Linked DNA regions of Neogale vison: region 1 is linked to region 2. The links are chromatin contacts, called in public Hi-C maps. All regions are on one chromosome and are shown on one strand. The core of a region is the stretch at or near the end of the contact, and the rest is flanking DNA. Distances in the headings are between cores, read along the strand shown.

What was found. Hi-C and Micro-C count contacts between places; a contact is called where the count stands out from the background.
Region 1: a Hi-C map of muscle shows a contact between it and region 2, with 3 times the contacts expected there. The contact joins two enhancer-like sites. A contact is called at or near these places in 2 of 3 Hi-C or Micro-C datasets (fibroblasts and muscle).

Annotation. Positions count from the first base shown.
Region 1 is chr10:35,146,141-35,150,402 of ASM_NN_V1, reverse strand. All of the region lies in intron 20 of DNM3 (dynamin-3), which reads right to left. Among named protein-coding and RNA genes, the nearest start is that of C10H1orf105, 20 kb to the left of the region's middle. Within about 2 kb of position 2,927, the one cell type or tissue checked has open chromatin away from gene starts, as enhancers often do. A contact at or near this core is called in fibroblasts, where this site is marked.
Region 2 is chr10:34,915,611-34,920,235 of ASM_NN_V1, reverse strand. All of the region lies in intron 15 of DNM3 (dynamin-3), which reads right to left. Among named protein-coding and RNA genes, the nearest start is that of C10H1orf105, 250 kb to the left of the region's middle. Within about 2 kb of position 1,510, the one cell type or tissue checked has open chromatin away from gene starts, as enhancers often do. A contact at or near this core is called in fibroblasts, where this site is marked.

The DNA of each region.
Region 1 (4,262 bases), core at 1,678-4,177, 230 kb before region 2:
ACAGAGTAAATTTTTTGTCATATTTTTTGAAAAAATTACACAATGAGCAAAGTTTAAGGAATTCAGAGGGTAAAAAATTAAGAAGAAATGAATGCCTTGAGCTGAGCCATGTGTGAAACCCCAGACCAGAGAGGTGAGACGTCTCACCGGTATACCAGTATGAACGGATCTTAAGACGAACAGGAGACTCTTCCTTGAGTTTTCCTCTCTCGCTCTCACACATACACACATTCTTGCACATATACACAACTAGCAATGCATATGCTACACATGCTTCAAAATACTCTGAAGGTTTCACAATACAGAGCACCACGTGATTTTAAGCATACCAACTGGACGGGAGGACTTAAGATTATCTAGGAGACACATGGAAACTTAAGAAAGAAGTGAGTGATCTAGTGAACTGATCACGTATTTTCCTGCAGTGGTCTAGCATTCTTCATGTTAAACTGAGCTCACCGCTAGCCGTCCTCTTGGTGAAGCAGACATAAAACTCAACCTGAGTCTTACGTCTTCTCTCCTTCGACTGGATTCCACAGTACAGAGACCTCCTATTTAGGTCGTATTCTCAATGTTAAGGACATAACTGTCAATTTCAAATACTTCTCTTGTTTGCCAAATGAGAAATGTTTACCTGAAACGAGGGATGAATGACCTACCACTGAGGTATTAAGTAACAACTTCTCTGCATGTTTAGCAAATTTACTCAGAAGAGCCCGCCTTTTTATTACATTTCAGTATCCCTCCACTTTATATTTTGACATTTAGTGTGGAGGAAAAAAATGACTGTGGAGACCAATTTAAGCTTTTTAAGATTCAGCTCAGCAGTCCAAGAATCATTTATAATTCCAATCAGAGTTCTTAGAAATGGGTTTCCTGATCTTCCGCTATGTTTGGCAAAGGACATTTCTCCTTAGATAAGCAGTGCTGTGGACCTAGCTACATCCAAATGTCTGTGGATGTTGTGGATGTTGTCACGGTAATTCTGGGCATTGTGCCTATCCTGGAAGAAATTTTGGAGACCTCACATATGTTATCACGGTTCTATGAATCTCTTTTACGTATTACAACAGACCCTCCAGAGTGAGCTCTTGAATTAACACAGTTTAAAAAATATATTAATACCCCCCCACACAAAGCACATGTATACATAAATATATACACCCACACGTAGCATATATACACAATGCACGCACAATCACACATGCTTGTGGCATTTTAACAAGGGTTTTTAAACCTACCTATCCAAAGGGGCACCAAACACGTGTACTTACAGAAATGAATTTCCCATGTATATATTGTATACACAGACACATGCATTGCAAATATGTTTGTACACAGGAAACGTCAACATTTATCACATACTGGTATTAGGTCCCATTTCATATTTGAGAATTATGGCTACAGTCTATACTAAAAAATCATAGAATTAATCTATATGACTACATTTAAATTCTAAGTTTAGAAGGCTTACAGTTCTATCACAGGAACTGGTTTCATCATCATGTTTTGGAACTGAACGAGTTTGTTGCTGAACAAGTAGGCAATTGGCTAATAAACAGGCCCTACTGCTTTTCTGTGTTACAAAAGTCAGCTAAAAGCAACATTCAGAAGAGTAATCTTGGTAGATGACTTCTGGAAATGCAATATATCTGCTCTAAATTGATACTATTTCAATAATCTGTCCACAGTTGAGTAAACAGTTATTCCAATTAGTCAAGAAGCATGCAAGTGACAAGAAGTGACATACCTATCAAACAGGCATACACGGTGAATTTTTCCAAATCCTAAAGATACCGTAGGTTTTATTTAGCTAAACATCTGTCGTGTAGACGGCATCAGAGCAGTCGGTTAGGAGGAAGCTACTCAAAAGATGAGAGGTGGTACAGGAAACGCTTAGCTCCTGAAGCTACATTCCCACCTTAGGGCCTGGCGTGAACAACGCACTTCGCACACATCTTAGAGCTTCTGACTTCGTTCACCTTGACATCTCCTTTTAGCAGGATGCAAACCCTTTGCGAAATGGTATTAAAACTAATCCTAGTACTGCGGCAAACAAAGTATTCTCCAACATGCTTCTGGAATTCCAGGGGAGGCTGGGTTCTATTAGACATAACTGAGAAGAGGTAAGAGAACAAAAATGTGCCTACAAACAGAGACAAGCGGGGCAGTGGAACTGCAGGCTTAGAATCCAAGAGCAAAAGCCAGAGACGACAAATGCTATTGTTTACGACTACAGAAGATCAGTGGAAAGAAAGTTGGAAAAACATCTCCAATTTTCTTTGACATGGTTTGTGCTGATCTAAGAACACACCAGTGGTTATCCACAATATTTTCCTTTGACAGAAGGAAATTTTTGAAATACAGCAAAATGCAAAACCACGTTTAGCACAGAGCCAAACCCTGAAGTATATAATCCTCTAGCTGCCTGTTTTAGAGAATTCAAAGGAAGAAGCAAAGGGAGTCCGAAAGAGGGAGCCTTATGGAAAGATCTCGTGGGTCCTTTTGTTTTACTGTGGACGTTTACGTAACACATTTCCGTTTCACTGCAGCACCGTTTTTAACAACACATAACGTACTTAGCACATCTGTTCCATTCACAAAGAGTTAAGAATTTTTTCAAATGAGGGAGAAAAAAAAGATAAGAGAAGATTCAGGCTGGTGACTTGGGGTGGTGGTCTTTACAGAATCACTTGTCCACAGTGAGTTGAAAAGTTCTTTTTGGTAAATCTCGTAGTCTCTGATGGTTGCCTATTACAAGTGGGGTAGCTGTAGCCCCTTAGAATAACTTCGAAACAATGCCATTCCGCTTGGCAAGTTCTCTTTTTAATAATGGCTGAAGGTTTTTCCTTCATGCTTTATGGGTGTCTGCTTTGGGCATAAAGTACACAGGAAATTAAAGCTGAGTGAACATACAAATCATGTTTGCTGCTTTCAAAGGGAGACATTTCAGTTGGTGAAACCTGATTTACTTCTGTGGAATATGAAATCGTGTCCCGGGATGCCGCCGTTCAGTGAGGACTTGCTGTCTGGGAACAGTCAGCAGACAGCCCTCCACTCGGCTTCTGGCGGTTTCCTACATGCTGATCACCTGGTCCTACTTCGTCTACAGCTCAGCCTCAGGACTGAACTGTTAACCCCCAGGCTAACCCGATTTTGTAAATTTTTGCAGTGTTAGCACTTGTGAGGTTGCTATAGATCTCAGCGTCCTAGTGCCATCTTTTGGAACGACCTGTGCAGAGACGCTGAGGTACAGCTGCAGAGCGTGAGCTCCTGCACCTGAAGCACGGCATCCCTCATGAAACGACTTTTAGTTTCATTCCAGGGCCCCCTTTAAAAACGGCCGATGGAAAGTTCGTTAAACCGGCTTTAAAGGTAGGATGAATTCTTACACGCAAGAATTACAAATAGCTGGGAAAGAGAAAAACTTGCTCCAACCACATAAATAAGTCCACTATAGTTCGTGTCACAGTGGAGTTAGCCATGTCTACATCCCATGTCAGCCTTCACCGTAACCTACGGGGAGGTGAATATATATGTGAATAAAGAAATTAGGTATTTCCAGACACTTCTAGAGATGTGACATTTTGCTTCTTCCTTGAACTCTGAACCTAACTAGCCAAATCTTCTGACCGACTACCAGAAAATTAAGCTTTGATTCGCTGTTGAATATGCTTCGAGCATGAAGCAAAACACATCAGGATGAGGAGAAGCTCTCTAGAGCAAGCAACGTGTTAACTTTTCCTCTGCAAACTACCTGTGCTTCTGGAAAAGTCTATTCTTAAGGAATCCTAATAAAAAAAAAATCACTTCCTAGCAGTCCTATTAATAAAGAGAAAGGAAAGAGGATCTAAATAGGTCATTAGAGTAGGAGGAAACATTCATGATAGACAACATAATTTCTATCGGCCAAAACAGAATGTGGGAAAGTAAATACACGTATGGCTTAGGTCTAAGCCCACCGTCTCAAAGCTCTCAAGAATTACACTTAATGGGCTACCTGGTGGGTAACCTAGGAACTTGTCCAAAGCAAATCTCAAATATATGCCAGGGTAGGCAAACGGTCTTTCAAAATAGAGGGCTGCTAGGCAGACCTACCCTTGGTCAGTACAACATCTAAAGCCTCGAAGGGTCAGCGGTTTTCCAGAGTCAAACTCCGAAGGTCTGAGACACCATGAGCGACGACAAGGAGTGATGAATGCGTTAGTTAAACGGGTTACTTGCCTACTGATGTCCGCACACGCGACTACTCATGATTTACT
Region 2 (4,625 bases), core at 261-2,760:
CAGTGCTAATCTCTTTGTTCCACCCTGAATTACTGGATAATTCATTTTTATCTTATTTACTCTTCCTACCAAGGTGACCAGGACTTGTCACAACTTTGGATTCCATTAGTGGTATATGTTAATTCAAGAGAAGACATTTCTTGGTACGTGAAGGCTTTAAGATGGCTCTCACTTGAAGCTTTTGGAAATATTCAACCCAATATATTTGAAAGAGGTAGATATTTTCTGCTTCTAATAAGTATCGCATAAGGCCAGTAGAAATGAACCGCTTTAGCTGTAATTCTTTAAAGATTACTGCGTTTCATAGTTTGGCTACTCAAATGGTATTTGGAAGCTACCTAGGAATTTTCTCACATTTTGATCTCTGGAAGGGCAATTCATCAAGCTCTTGTTTGAGGTAACTCGAACTTTAATCAGAATTCTGTGGGGGGGGGGACAGTCGCAGGGCTGTCTACCCAGAATCTTCAGCAGCGTATATAATTGAAAACAGCAACAACGGGAAAAGGAAAGGAGATGCCAGTGGGCTGGTATGTTCTAACCTCTGGTCAAGCAGTACTTGGCAAATCTCAACAGATTTCGTTAACTCGAGATAAAAACTTAAGCAGTGGCATTCTATTAAAATAAAATAAAACATCCACACAGAATCAAGAATTCCCAGTGAAGAAGAGCGCTGTACCTAAGAGCTCAGATCGGCCAGAGGCAATTTGTGAGAAGACTGAAGTCGGGATTTCGTAGTGCAAGAAACTACAGAAACTTGAAAGTTTCTTTAGGTCAAGCCATACAGCACGGCCCTCGGGGAGCCAGCCAGCATCGCTGAGGGAAACGAGGAAGGCCACATGTGGAACTAATTACTCATGTAGAGGCCATGACAAAGAACATTTCTCCAGACTTTTCATGGGGGCTTCACTTTCAGGAAGTTGCTATAATTACTGTTCAAGTCTAGAGCAGTCTGCAAGCCGCTGACAGATCCAACAGACGAGGAGGAGGAGGGAAAGAGAGAGACAGGAAAAAAAAAAAAAGAACTTATCTGCCCTTTTTGACGAGTGAAATACCAGAAAATAAAGTACCACAGGAAAGCTCCACAAAGTTGGCAAATGAGCCCTGACTTCCAGTGTTCAACTTTCTGTTTACTTTCTTTCTTTCTTTCTTTCTTTCTTTCTTTCTTTCTTTCTTTCTTTCTTTCTTTTTTAATCTCCTCTCTATCTCCAAATTCCTTTTCTAGCCTGGACCAGACAGCAGATTTGTACTGCACTTCCACACTAACTCACTTTCAGTTGGCCACAGCAGAACTGTGCATCTCGACTCTTTTCTTTTCTTTCCTTTCTTTCTTTTCTTTTCTTTCTTTTTTTTTTTTTTTTTTTACAGCTTTTCCATACTGAGGCCCACTTCCTGCCCAGTTGAGGAAAAAAATCTGGCCTGAAGATGAAATGACTGCTTAACATTACACTAAAACATCTGGTACCATTTTACGCACAGACCCATGTCTGAGAGCAGGCGATCCTAGCGGTCTCTCCAGCGGCACCGCGCATACCCAAACCTCCCCAGGGTGACATCATCCCATATATGGACTCTCCAGCCCAGCCCTCCCCCTTTTCCTGGTCCTAAATTCATTGCCAGTTCCCCAGTCTGCAGCAAATGTGCCACGTCAAGACTGGAAATCACAGCCCTTGAGTGTGTCTCAGTCAGTGCAGCAGAATTCTGGGGGGAGAGCCGAAAGCTACCCCTGGTGCAGGAAGGGAGGCTTTTCCCAAAGACCGGGAGAGGATTTTAAGTGCATAGATGGAAGCTTCTGGAGATCCTGCTCCGTCGCCCCAGTGTTCAGACTACCTGTTCAGGACAATGCCGTTGTACAGTAGTCTGCACATTGGTTAGACTGGGCAAGGGCGAGCAACGCTGTGGACGTCTGGGGACCAAAGTGGCTGTTTCCAAGGAGAAGACTTTTGTCTGCTTTTTCAAATCTCACGCCCAGTGTTTTTCTTCACAGGTTTTGCACACTAGGGACCCAGAAGCCCTCAGGGACACTGCTGAGAAAGGACCGCTCGAGAGAAGACCTGTGGGTAAGGCCTTCTTGAGCGCTCACCTGGTCTGTGCCCAGGAGAGCCGAGGTGGGGAGCCAAGGGCGTGCGAGGGAAACGGAGGGCTCCGTGCGGTGGGGAGCAGCGCGGCCACCCTCGAGGGAGGAGCAGCCTGGGGTACAGAGCGATTTATTGTATGCTATTTGATTTCTGAAGACTCATACGTCAAGTATTTCCTTAAGTTCAAAGTTTTTCCCACTTCCAACCGGAACATGAAAACACTCCAAACACTTCAGAGTAATTTAATGAGGCTGGTTTTTAATTGTTGAACTTAATAATCCAAGGGCCTAAAAACTTATCTGAGTAAGGGCTATAGTAGAAATTTTAACATCCCAGGACTGAATCCATTTTGCCTCCAAGAAAAGACTATCTGCTATTTGTAAAATGCTATCCGAACAGTGCTTTTTGGGAAAATTTACTTACATACTATAAATACCAGGAATAGTAGTATCTAACAATAAAAGAAGAGGCTGCCAAGTTTTTGCCCACCAGACAATGCAGACGGGACTGACCCAGAAAGAGCGCCAACCCAGAACTTAGTGAGTCAGCAACTGATTAAGTCGGAGAACAGCAGACACCTCTGTCTACAGATACCCCACTACGCATCTCTGCGTTACAGTTTTATTTTTTTTTAATCCGAAAATGGTTGATAATTGCTGGTCAGCTGAGACCTCATGCCTCTATTTTACAATGCTGCTATTTCTACGAGCATTTAAAATGATAAGGTACTTTGTCTAGAAACCCGCTGATAAAAAAGGAATTTGTAAACGAAGGCAAAGTTTTCTTTGGTCCGTTTCCAGCTGTCCTGGAGGTGAAGGGGGGTGGGGAGAAGGTGGGAGGGAGGAAATCCCTCAAGCTGAATGAAATCCCAATAGTGAGAATAACAGAGAAAGTCTGGTTGCAACGTGATCCATGCTGCACTGTAAAGGTGGGCCTCCTAAAGAAAGTTCTGGAAAAATGTTACTGCCTCACCCCTAATTCCCTCAACCCCCATTTGCATCTACCGCCTATTTTATATAATGAAAACATCTGTTCTATAGGCTTTTATGAAAAAATGAAGTGATCTCTTTTGTCCTCCTTTAAATTCTTTAAAATTACAGCAGTTCCTGAACAATCCTTTTCTAAATGGTACATTTTGTAACAATCTAAAAATTGTAACAAGTTCTCTTTTGTGAAACATTTTATTACAAAAGTTTCCCCAAGTTATCTTTCGTGAAAACGATTTACTTTTTAAATTACCCTTTTGATCATCCCCAAACTGGTATAAAGAACATATAAGTTATCTCTTCTATTCATACTTTTTAGTTTAAAAAAAGCAAGGATATATATTTAGTTATCTTCTCCACTTCTCCACTTAAATGATATGATAAAGCCATCCTTTGTTTTTTCTGTTGTGATCTGGAAGCCTGCATATTAGTTATTTTTAATAGAACAAGAGATATTTAAAACATCCATAGTGCCTCTTACACAAGGAAACTGAAAACAAACAAACAAACTATGAGGTAATTACAGAAGCTTATTTTCTCAAGAAATACATTTTTACTAGTTGATGCACTTACTAAAGAAGAAATGTAGCTATAAAAGACTTTGGCAATGTTTAAAGTTTTCTGAAAAATTTTTTTTAAACTATAAATGACAGAATTTCACAACTTGCTTTCCTTTCATGTATATTTAATTTAAATGTCTTTCTTTACATTAAATGGCCTTTCTGATTGTAAGAAACTATCACTGCTCACCCACCAATTCTCTCCCTCAGGACGAATTTAGTCTGGAGATAGAGGGACCCGGTGGTGTCCTTGGCATAAGTACAGGAATGGGAACCTTAAGAATTAATTTGTACAGGGTTAGCCTAGGGGTGCCTACAAGTGTTCGGTGGAGTCCCGACAAGCCATTTTGATGCAAACTTTTAAATAATGAAAAGAAATCCTACTTACTTTTAAATTGGATGGGCTAAATTCAGGATCAAAAGTAAAAGCTCACTTTATAAAGCCCTGCGGACTGAAGGCAGGATAGGATGGCCATTCATACGCTGGGCTATACCCCAGCATGAATACACGCGTATCGTAAAATAACCTTCTCTCTTTCCAGGGTAATTAGAGCAATGTTTAACTTTATTTTGATATTACTTTATAAGGAGATATACAAATATTTTAGAGGTCATGGGATCTATTCCAGAGGAAACTAACAACAGTGACATCTTCAACTCAAATTACCCTTGGATATGATCGTAAGTATTAAAATTAAATATCGTACATTGTCAGAAAGAGAACAATGCTTGCAGGGCCTGTCCAAATTGCATTTCATAGAAGCTCAGTGGTTATTTTCATTTTAGTGCGTGGATGACTGGTGAAGTAGGCTAGGTACTGGGATAAAAGCAAAACTTTTTCTGGCATCCAAGAGAAAGGAAATTTAGGGCCTCAGCCTCAACACCATCAATTCTTAATTGGATGAGGATTGATATAAAACATTTTTCAAACCCCATTCCCTTTTTTAAGCCACAGATCTCAAAATCAAAGAAGTCACATTGTTTACAGTGGGACAAAGTTTCAC